Regions from separate parts of the Mus musculus genome. Here all the other regions are linked to region 2. The links are chromatin contacts, called in public Hi-C and promoter capture Hi-C maps. All regions are on one chromosome and are shown on one strand. Each heading gives the region's core, a stretch centred on a gene start, on an enhancer-like site or on the middle of the called end of the contact. The rest is flanking DNA. Distances are from core to core; before and after follow the strand shown. Region 1 holds the start of Atg16l1 (autophagy related 16-like 1 (S. cerevisiae)). Region 2 holds the start of Ncl (nucleolin). Region 3 holds the start of Snorc (secondary ossification center associated regulator of chondrocyte maturation).

The links. Promoter capture Hi-C pulls out the DNA fragments that hold promoters and counts their contacts. A called contact is a pair of places that touch in the nucleus more often than the background predicts.
Region 1: a Hi-C map of B cells shows a contact between it and region 2, with 7 read pairs. The contact joins the promoter of Atg16l1 here to the promoter of Ncl in region 2. A contact is called at or near these places in 2 of 39 promoter capture datasets (hippocampal neurons and pre-B cells), 3 of 484 Hi-C or Micro-C datasets (B cells, CD8 T cells and muscle stem cells), 2 of 115 datasets of contacts at active chromatin or transcription factors (astrocytes and thymic regulatory T cells) and 2 of 9 other capture datasets (adipose tissue and liver).
Region 3: a contact with region 2 is called in a promoter capture Hi-C map of pre-B cells, with 2.0 times the contacts expected there. The contact joins the promoter of Snorc here to the promoter of Ncl in region 2. A contact is called at or near these places in 2 of 39 promoter capture datasets (liver and pre-B cells).

Annotation. Positions count from the first base shown.
Region 1 is chr1:87,753,505-87,757,283 of GRCm38.p6, forward strand. It overlaps Atg16l1 (autophagy related 16-like 1 (S. cerevisiae)), which reads left to right and starts at 2,507. Exons shown (of 18, transcript NM_029846.4): 1 at 2,507-2,810. The coding sequence starts at 2,696. Gm33517 (predicted gene, 33517) reads right to left here and starts at 2,242. Exons shown (of 4, transcript NR_157047.1): 1 at 1,821-2,242.
Region 2 is chr1:86,358,001-86,361,797 of GRCm38.p6, forward strand. Ncl (nucleolin) reads right to left here and starts at 1,455. Exons shown (of 14, transcript NM_010880.3): 1 at 1,206-1,455; 2 at 107-223. The coding sequence starts at 1,223. C130036L24Rik (RIKEN cDNA C130036L24 gene) reads left to right here and starts at 1,584. Exons shown (of 2, transcript NR_015507.3): 1 at 1,584-2,007.
Region 3 is chr1:87,468,554-87,471,912 of GRCm38.p6, forward strand. It overlaps Snorc (secondary ossification center associated regulator of chondrocyte maturation), which reads left to right and starts at 1,648. Exons shown (of 3, transcript NM_028473.2): 1 at 1,648-1,858. The coding sequence starts at 1,786.

The DNA of each region.
Region 1 (3,779 bases), core at 1,257-3,756, 1.4 Mb after region 2:
AGTGAGGGACTAGGCCAAAGGGTTATTTAGTCACTACACAAACCAACCAATGCCTGAAAGAGTTACTTGCTACACCAATGAGAACCCTGTCGCTCAAATCTGCCCCTTACAAAGGTATAAAAAAGTGTGTTCTTTCTTTGTTCTGGGTCTCTCCTCTGGCCTGCGTGCTGAGAGGGAAGTCCCCAACATGTTGGATCAATAAAAATCCTCATGCGTTTTGCAGTGATGGCGGCGGTCTCTGTGGTCCTTGTAAGAGTCTTTTGATAAACTACAACAACAATAATAATGATAATAATAGGGATAATAATATATACAAAGAGCTCAAGAAGCTGGACTCCAGAAATTCAAATAACCCCATTAAAAATGGGGTACAGAGTTAAAGAATTCTCACCTGAGGAATACCGAATGGCTGAGAAGCACCTGAAAAAAAGTTCAACATCCTTAATCATCAGGGAAATGCAAATCAAAACATCCCTGAGATTCCACCTCACACCAGTCAGAATGGCTAAGATCAAAAATTCAGGTGACAGCAGATGCTGGGGAGGATGTGAAGAAAGAGGAACATTCCTCCATTGCTGGTGGGATTGCAAGCTTGTACAACCACTCTGGAAGTCAGTCTGGCGGTTCCTCAGAAAATTGGACATAATACTACCAGAAGATCCAGCAATACCTCTCCTGGGCATATACCCAGAAGATGTTCCAACTGGTAATAAGAACACATGCTCCACTATGTTCATAGCAGCCTTATTTATAATAGCCAGAAGCTGGAAAGAACCCAGATGTCCCTCAACAGAGGAATGTATACAGAAAATGTGATAATTTACACAATGGAGTACTACTCAGCTATTAAAAACAATGAATTTATGAAATTCTTGGATAAATGGATGTATCTGGAGGATATCATCCTGAGTGAAGTAACCCAATCACTATAGAACACACATGATATGCACTCACTGATAAGGGGATATTAGCCCAGAAACTTAGAATACCCAAGATACAATTTGCAAAACACAAGAAAATCAAGAAGAGGGAAGACCAACAGGTGGATACTTCATTCCTCCTTAAAATAGGGAACAAAATATCCATGAAAGGAGTTACAGAGACAAAGTTTGGAGCTAAAAGGATGGACTATCCAGAGACTACCCCACCTGGGGATCCATCCCATAATCAGCCACCAAACTCAGACACTATTGCACACACTAGCAAGATTTTGCTGAAGGGACCTTGGTATAACTGTCTTCCTGGCAAATACAGAAGTGGATGCTCACAGTCATCTATAAGATGGATCACAGGGCCCCCAGTGGAGAAGCTAGAGAGAGCATACAAGGAGCTGAAGGGGTTTGCAACCCTATAGGTGGAACAACAATATGAACTAACCAGTACCCCCAGAGTTTGTATCTCTAGCTGCATATGTAGCAGAAGATGGCCTAGTCGGCCATCACTGGGAAGAGAGGCCCCTTGGTATTGCAAACTTTATTTGCCCCAATTCAGGGGAATGCCAGGGCCAAGAAGTGGGAGTGGGTGGGTATGGGAGCAGGGCGGGGGGAGGGTATAGGGAACTTTCCGGATAGCATTTGAAATGTATATAAAGAAAAATTGTGAATCTCAAAAAAAAAAAAAAAGTGATAATAATACTACCCAAGGCTCCACGGCGAGTGTGTGTGTGTGAGTATGTGTGTGTATGAGTTTACAGTCTGCATTCCTCCAGCCTCAACCTGTGGGCTTTTCTGGAAAACCAGAAGTACCCTAAAAGGTTGAACCAATCTTCCTTGTTTTGAGAGAGAAATGGGTGGCCTTACTCCATGAATTATGCTACTCACCTCCTTTTCATTAAGAAAAAAAAATAAATCCCCAACAAAGATATCTTTTAAAAAAAAATCCACTCCTCTCTTTGGCGTGTTTACTTTGCTAAATTTCTCTTTAAACTGTGTCTCTCAATTGATTCATATCCTTTGAGAGCGTAGTAACCAAAAGACCAAAAAGATGGTTTGAGTCTAGGTGTTTGAGATCAGCCTTGAAGGCACACACAGGCATGAGCTAAAATTCAGTTTGCGTAGGTCTTGGAGGGACGCAGTTGTCTATGTGAAGACAGTTTTGCCATGCAGCAGAGAGAAATTACATTTCACGGCTTTTCACCTTCCGGTTAAATACCATTACTACCCCCATTTTACAGGTTAGGCACCTAATACTTAGGGAGGTTGTCACTCAACGACAATCATTCACTATACACAGGGGAGCTCCCACTTCTGAGCTGAAATTAAAAAAAAAAAAAAAAAAAAAAAAAAAAAGATGCACACACAATGTAAAAGGAGGAAGGAAACAGACACCCCCGGACAAAACCACCCCATTTCCTGTCTTCTTCCGCGAAGCCAGGGTGCCTCCCAGCGGCTGCCTCTCATCACCGACGCTTCCGGCTTCAAGGTTGCGTCATTTGAGAGCGTCCCGCGAAGTCTCGGCCGGGAGCTTGCGCGCGGCCTAGGACGTCGGGCTACGAGGCGGGCCTTCCGGCCTTCTCCAGAATAATTTCCGGCAGAGACCGGAAAATCTTCCCGGATCGCCTCCGGGTGCCCTGTGTGGGAAGGTGAGGTTCCGGCGGCCGGCTTCTGTTCGCTGGCGGCTGGCAGCACGCTGCAGCCTGCAGCCCCCCAGTGTCGGCACGGATCGGCCGCCCTGAGGCGCCGGGGCAGCGTTCGGCATGTCGTCGGGCCTGCGCGCCGCAGACTTTCCCCGCTGGAAGCGTCACATCGCGGAGGAACTGAGGCGCCGGGACCGACTGCAGAGGCAGGCGTTCGAGGAGATCATTCTGCAGTGTGAGCGGCACGCGCGGGCCCGGGGCGGGGAGTGGAACGCGCCGTGGCAGCGAGAACCCCGGCTCCGCCCGCGCGCATGGCGGCCTCGTCGGGGACCTGGCGTCCCGCACGTCTCGAGCCCTTTCGTTGCTTACCTTCCTTCTTTGGCTTAAACCTTAGGCGCGATCATGGAGGGTTCCCCTTTTCCAGGTTCTTTCCACAGACATCGTTTGCAGTTGTAAATCTCGATAACCCAGGCGGCGCCGATGCACTTAGGTAGTCAGGCTCCAAAAACGTCGTGTTTAAGGAATCGAGTTCAAGACAGAGATTGACTTTACGCATTAACTCGAGAGATGGACGTTCTCTTCGGAATGCTGTGGAACTAGTGGTTTTTGACTTCTCAGGCCTCTCCATATTGTTGGTACACATTTGAGTTTTAGGATTTGTCCACTGGGTCATTTGCTATTATTGAAAGCCTTAAGTGAGAAAAAAAGAGTGGTCTCTTCGCCGCTCTTTGCGAATTTTAAGGATCGAAAGTATCTTGTATTCTTAAGGCGGGTTCTCAACGATCATTTTCGTGCCTCGTGTTCCCAATTTAGCCAATCTGTTTCACATTTGAACGAATGCGTTGACACTCCTCGATCCTGAGGTTCCATCTGCTTCCTGAGATAGCCTGGGCATAGTCTTCCTAAGTTTTTGCGGGTAGTGGGATTTGAAATCGTAGTACTGCTATTTGCATTCTGATGGGGATAAATCAGTAGTTATTTACACGTTAGAATCATCTGGGGATGTACTTGACAATCAAAAACACTCCAGACTAATTAAGTCAGTATAAATGACAGAAGATAAAATAGTCCCATACTTTTTTTATGCTTCCTGAGTGGTTCGATTTGCACACACGTTTGAGCATTTTAAGTAATTGGCATGTATTGTTTCATGTTAAATTTTTATGAAGCACCAAGGCCAACGATGATGAAGTTGCAGTATGGG
Region 2 (3,797 bases), core at 205-2,704:
GGAGGGAGGAAGGGGCTTGCCATTCAACCATTTACTACATATCCTGTATTTCTAAGACTTCCAGACATTCAATTCCACCGGTTTATTGCTGCAAATAGCTTCTTACCTCCTCTTCTCCACTGCTGTCATCTTCATCTTCTGACATTTCTTCATCTTCACTATCCTCTTCCACCTCCTTTGGAGGAGGAGCCATTTTCTTGGCCTCACCGTGGGTTTTGCCAGCCTACAAACGCACACAAAAATTGCACGCATTTTCAGTCACTTTGCCTTTGGCCACCACCTTTTTCTTACTAAAGGACACAAGCATAAAGACTTCTTCTTGGCCAGGCATGGCATTCTCCTGGCAGTTTTTTCTGCGAACCGCGCATAATTTTTTTTTCCTTCTCACAGATAACTGAGCAGACAGAACTCTACACCAAGAAACAGCCACAGGTTATAAAGTCTCCTAGTCGTGGCCATCTATTTTCTGGCATCTTCCACAAAAAAAAAAAAAAAAAAAAAAAAAAAACCCAGTTAAAGGGATCCCTTTAAGTTATTTGCTGGGGAAGGGGGTATCTCGAAATCACCTCTTAAAGCAGCACCACGTAACCCAACTGCTTCCCACTTTCTCTCGCTTCCAGCCCCACCACGTGGAGTCACCACGCCGCCACCTCAGGGGTCCACCACGTGTCCATCCCGGTCACCGGCAGAGACAGCAGATCGCCGGGCCACCCATCCATCCCCACGCTGCCGTCCCCCTTTCCGGGGTACTACAGACACTCCCCCACTGCCCCGGGTCGCGCGACACGTGCGGGGCTCCGCAGAGCACGTGGCGGGCCGCGCACCAGAGCACGTGCGCGGGGAGGCGGGGCCCCGGGACCGCTCGCCGCCTAAGGTTGGCCCTCTCTTCCCACGCCGTGCCCCTATCCGCTCTCAGCTCCTCCGATCTCTCCTCACACCGTCCCCTCCCGCCCGCTACATCCGAACCCTCGATATCGCCCTCCCGGAAACCTGCCTCCGCTCTTCTCATCCCCCTAAGTCAGAGGGCAAGCACCGCGAGACCTCCCGCTAGTCGCGCGAGACTTTCCCCCCCAGCATGGCGCCCTCGAACGCGCCCGGGATTGCGCGCAAGCCCTCCTCCCCTCCGCGACGGACGGGCGGGCGCGCGCGCGTCCCTCCGAAAGCAGGGGCCTAGTCGTCCGCGTCGGCGCGCCAAGGCCTCTTACCTTTGCGAGCTTCACCATGGTGGCGGATTACGGCGGCGGCGCGTGTGGAGAGCGAGCAGCTCGGAAGAGCTCAGCGGAAGCCACACGAAAGCGACTGCAGTAGCGGGTACCGACGACTCTGGAGCACGTACAACCGCCTGCCAGCTACAGCTAGCGTCTGAGGCAAAAGACTGAGCCTGCCCAGTAATCGCCTCTGGAAAGGCGACGAAGGGGGTCCTCGTGACTTCGGCTCCACCAACCAGAGCTCGCGTCCGTCCCCGGAGCCAACCGCGAGCCTTAACGCGGGGCAGCGTGAGGCGGGCCTAAGGCTTGACGAGGGCGGGGCTCTTAGGGGCGGGGCCTGACGTCTGCTCCTGAGGGCGGGACTCGTTTGGGCCCAGGCGGACGTTGACTGGTCAGTGTGCGGGTCCTTTGAATGCTCCTGAGCGCCGGGCTCTCCCCACGCCTGCGCAGTGGGACGGGCGAGTTTGGCGCGGCTTGTGTGTGAGGCGCGGGTAGGTGGCGGCGTGGCCCGGATTCCCTCAGGTGTTCCGAGGCAGCATGGGCGGCGATGCTCAGGTGGTCTGGGCGTTTCTCGGTGCTTTCCCCCGCGCCGCGTGGTCCTGCTGAAGAACGCCGGAAGGCCTAGGGTTCCCTCGGGCTGATGAGCGGGCCTCGGCCTGTTCTCCGCGGAGTCGCGAACGGCTTCTTGGCTATGATGCGAGTCCCCGCTTTCCTGAGAGCTCCTAATAAAAGCAGTTGTGCGTGTGTGTGTGTACGAGCAGTGCACAAGCGATCCATGTAATGTCGGTGACCTCTCGCGGTAGGTATAACTCCAGGTTCAGAGAGGTGACTTCCTGGTGTGGTGGGGAGAAGTACTCGGCCCGCCTGTGACCACGCTCACAGGTTCCCTCCATGGCGGGGGGAACGAGAGAGTTGTCTGGCGTTGCTTTAAATGGATTGCAACCAACTGGTTCCAAGCATAGCACACAGGCGCCCTTCATCAGCTAACAACATCCACTAGAAATGACCTGTGGAGTTTTCGTCCGGAGTTGAGATAGGACTTTATTCTTTACTGTCCTAGAGCACACATGTAGACCATGTTAGCCTCGACCTGTATCGGCACGCCTGGCCCGACCTAGGAGATGTTATTTTATGAGACAGGTTTTCTCTGTGTATTCCTGGCTGCCCTGGGACTCACGCTGTAGTCCAGGCTGGCCTTGAACTCAGAGATCCCCCTGCCTCCCTAGTGCTGTGATTAAAGTCATATGCCATCATACCTGACTTCAACCTCGGGAGATTTTAATGCGAGTGGGATGTGTTGAGTCCCCAAGTTTTTTTATCTGAACTCGGGCCTTTGGAGATAAGTAGAAATAGTCACTGTGTGATGCTTACTTACTACGGCCTTCCCAACGCGGTGGAGGGCAGCCACAGCTACACACCAGTGCGCTCTTGTCAGGGCAGGAGATGGCGAACCCGAGTTGTGGTGTGGGGGCATTGTCTTTATAGCGAGACCGGTCACACCTTGTACTGTATATTATGGAACCAAGGGAGACTCTTGGGTAGAGAGGTAGGAAGGGTGGTGTGAGGAAGACTCTAGATATTTCCAAGCAGAGCAAGCTAAAGGCATTCGGGAGGAGACAAGAAGATGAGCTGTGAGTGTGAAATGACTTGGGTGACATGGCTTCCTTTGTCAATCCAATCTATCTGTATGGGCTATCCTCAGCCCTCTGGTGTACAGTGCCACTAAGAGACCTCTGCTTGCACCCAAGGTTAGTTACACTCTCAGATATCAGCTGCCTAGTACTTTTCTTGGCCATTTATTGTTCATTTGCCCCTTCCCCAGACAGCACAGACTGTTGTCTGCTTTATTCTTGGTACCTAAAGCATTGCCTGGCATATGATAGTGTTGGAAATTACTTGCTAACTGGAGTGAACAGAAGTTTGAGTGCACCAGCAGCAGGGACAGCTTGCAGGATTTGGTGTTTCTGTGGAATCAACACCTAATCCATGTGTGATGCTTATACAAATTATAATTGAATATAACCATATCATATTGGATCCCCAATATCCCTGTAGAAAGCATGGGGTGGCAGCATATAACTAACAACTCCAGCACTGGGGGTTACAGGGAGCAAGGACAGGAGGATCCCTGGCATCTGCTAACCAGCCTGTCTAGCCATGAAAGGTGACCCTGCTCAAAAAAATAAGATAGAGGTGGTGTGAGGATGTTAGTGCCTGTCTGGTATGCACAAAACCAAGATCAGTAACTGTCCAGTTATTATACAAATAGAGCCAAGTACCAGGTTCTATTTCAGCTCTTTAGAAATTTTAAATTAATAAATGTATTCAAAATAGACTAAAAGCATCGCTGCTCACAGACATGAGGGCAAAGAGCAGCAGTTCTCAACGTGTGGGTCTCAACCCCTTTGAGGTCAATACCCTTTTATAGGGGTCATATATCAGATATCCTGCATACATTGCAATTCACAGCAGCAAAATTAGTTATGAAGTAGCAATAAAACATTTTATGGTTGGGGGTCACCACCACATGAGAAACTGTATTAAAGGGTCACAGTCTTATGAAGGCTGAGAACCACTGGCATTGAGTTA
Region 3 (3,359 bases), core at 398-2,897, 1.1 Mb after region 2:
GACTTAGCTGTTTCATCGATGGGTTCACAGCTGAAGGAAGCAGAACCTGGTTGGGAGTAGACCTCAGCATGCTTTTCAAAGTGTGTCTTGTCCCCAGCCAGGTGTGTCTCCCTGCCTTTCTTCCTCTGCTGTGAGAACCGCAGCCTCCCCTGTTCCCTGCCACCACTGTGATGCTCTGCCTCTCCGTAGGCTCAAGCAACAGGACAAGTTGACCAGGACCATAAAACCTGCAGCCATGAGCCAGAGTAAACTCTTTTAAAAAGTCATCTCTGGCACTTTGTCACAGCAACGAAAGGTTGATTCATGCACCTCGTGTGCATGCTTCTCTTCTGAAAATGAACACACAAGGGGGAGCGATATGAAAATTCATAAAAATGTAAGTGCTGTGAAGAACCTTAAAGTGACCCAACGACAGGACACAGGCTGACTGACCAAGCTCAGACCTGGAGAAACATGATGATGAGTGTAGCTACTACTTTCTAGGGAAGAAGATAGAGTGCAAAGGCCCTGGGGCAGGAGCCACGCTAGTATCCTGCAGGAGCCCTATTGTTGGGGCCAGCAGCTGGAACATAGGGAGAGAGCAGGAAAGCAGAGGGAAGACTGGCTAGGGAATTTGCCTTTTTGTTTGGAAAACTATGAAGTAGCAGAGCCTCAGGGGCTTAAGAGACTTGGGGAACTTGCAGGGTGAGCACACCTGTGTGTGTGTGTGTGTGTGTGTGTGTGTGTGTGTGTGTGTGTGCGCGCGTGTGTTGAAGTCCATCTGTGGGTGTAGGCAGAGGCTGAGGAGGCCAATGTGCTTGGTCAGACCTGTTGGGAAGGTAGTGAGCTGAACTCTGAGCCAAGCCCAGGCTTAAAGGTGAAACTGAGTCTCTGGATTAGTGGAGAGTGCCTACAAGAACAAGGGAGCCAGGGAGAAGGACTTGTGCATTGAGACCTTCCTGGAAGGGGCCTAGAGCGGCTGGCCAAGGGGCTTTAATAGAAAATGCCTCACAACCTTAGCTTTAGTAAGGGCCAGTGGAAGGGTCCTGAGCAGGGTCTCCCAGAGTCCTGAGCACAGTGGCTCAAGGCATTTGTTGTGCCTGGGTGAGGCTCCTGTCTTGGGAGGCTGGGAAAGTTTGTACTTTCACTAGTCCAGGAATATGTGTGTGTGTGTGTGTGTGTGTGTGTGAGAGAGAGAGAGAGAGAGAGAGAGAGAGAGAGAGAGACAGAGAGAGTGAGACAGAGAGACAGAGACAGAGAGACAGAGAAGAGAAAGAGGAGGGGAGCAGGGCAGAGACAGAGAGAGAGGAAAGGAACCCTCTCTCTCCCCTCCCCTCCCCTCCCCTCCCCTCCCCTTCTCTCCCTTTCTCTCCCCTTTTCTCTCCTCTCCTCTCCTCTCCTCTCCTCTCCTCTCCTCTCCTCTCCTCTCCTCTCCTCTCCTCTCCTCTCCTCTCCTCTCCTCTCCTCTCCTCTCCTCTCCTCTCCTCTCCTCTCCTCTCCTCTCCTCTCCAGGGTGGGGCTGTTTGGTAGTTCAGGACTGCAGGTCTGTCTGAGTGCGCTCTCTCTCTCTCTCTCTCTCTCTCTCTCTCTCTCTCTCTCTCTCTCTCTCTCTCTGTGTGTGTGTGTGTGTGTGTGTGTGTGTGTGTGTGCATGCGCGTGCATGTGTGAGGGGCGGGCACGGTGTCCCAGGAGGACAGAGTTTGCATTGATGAAAACCCTTCCCAGCTCTTTGAAGCCTCTTTCCCGCTGCCTGAGCCCAGCCGCCTAGTCCTCTGTGTCCCATAAGACTGCTCACTCCCTGCCAGGATGGCATCTTGTCTGGCCCTGCGCGTGGCGCTGCTGCTCATCTCTGGGGTCCTGGCCCCTGCGGTGCTCACAGGTAAGGGGCGCAGGCCCTCAGCTCTGCTGCTACCAACTTCTCAGGGCCAATAACTACCACTGGGACCAGATCCTCCAGTACCTATGGGGTACAAGCCCCTCACACAAGGTGGGATTCCCAGCTGTGGTGATTCTGGGAGACTCCCACAATGCTGGCTGGTAGAAACCGAGTAAGATGATGTATGTTAGCAGCAGGATGGGTGGCCATTGAAAAAGACTTGGGTATCAGGGTCTGGTACATTTGGCTGTCTGATGTTCTTGGGGTAATACTTTGCCGCTAGAACACCTGGAGACTTCTGGACCTGGGAGGCTGGAGGACTCATCAGACATAAGGCAAAGGGCTAAAGGCCAGAGACCCTCTGGGCAGAAAACCCAGAGACTCATGATTCCTTTAAATTCTGCAAACCCTTTCCTTCTGACTTACGACCTAGGTGCTGTCCCCATAGAGATAAATATTTCTTAGAGTCTTTTGCAGGATAGTGAGGAAACTGGACTGAGCCCTAGGTGGCCTCTCTGGGGTCTGAAAAAAACACTGCATGGCAGGCCTGCTCTGGGTCTGCTTCAGAGCAGGGACATAGGCACAGATAGGCTTTGATTATGAGAAAATAAATCTCGCGCAGTTGTTCAGTAGTCTGCAGAAAGGCCTCTGGGTTCCCTGGTTGTCTTACAACATTGCTGCCTGAACTTTAGGGGTGTCTGTGTGTCTACAAAGGAAAGAAGTCACCTCTGTGGTAGAAGCATAGCCTCGGAACTCGCGGCCACACCCCAGGATGGTGACGGTGGTCTGTGGGCCGTTCTACCTCCCCTCAACACCCCAGGAAATAGCTAAAGACCTGACTCTGCCCAGCCTGGCTCATACCTCTCTTGGCCATTTCCTAATCTGTAGAAGGTGGCACCCACTACGCTGCCTCCCTCATAGTGGGATGCTAAGGCCTCACCAGGGCTCAATGCAGGGCTCTGAGGATGGCCAAATGTCCAGTCAACACTCAGTGTTCAGAGTGTGAGCAGGGTTCAAAGCCCGAATGGATTTTGGGGAGAACCATCTCTTCTCATATGTTGGGACACACCCAGCTTCTGGAGTGGGAGCTGTGCTCGGTAATGTAGCCTGAAGTACCCCTGAGTTAGGACTTACAGTGGGAGGAGGCATTTTCTATTGCCTAGGACTTGGAGCTGAGACCCACACCGCTTCCTGCCACAGTGAGGCTGTTGCCTGGCAGGACCCTGCAGCTGGAGCCTTCCTAGTGGCTCCTGTCCAGGTTTCTGTTAGGTTTCTTCCAACCTAAGCCTCTAGCCAGAGCCCCGGTCAGATTATACATACACAACTCTAGTGGGTGGGCTTTCTGTTCCCACAGAAGCTTTGGGAATAGCCAAGACCTCGCCTGACCTCACCTCCCTCTTTTTCCACGACTTCCTTCTCCCCTAGGAACAGGCGGGCCCACAGCAGGCATGAGCATGCAAATCCCACCTTGGGTTTTGGGGTTCTGGCTATTCTGGGAGTGGGG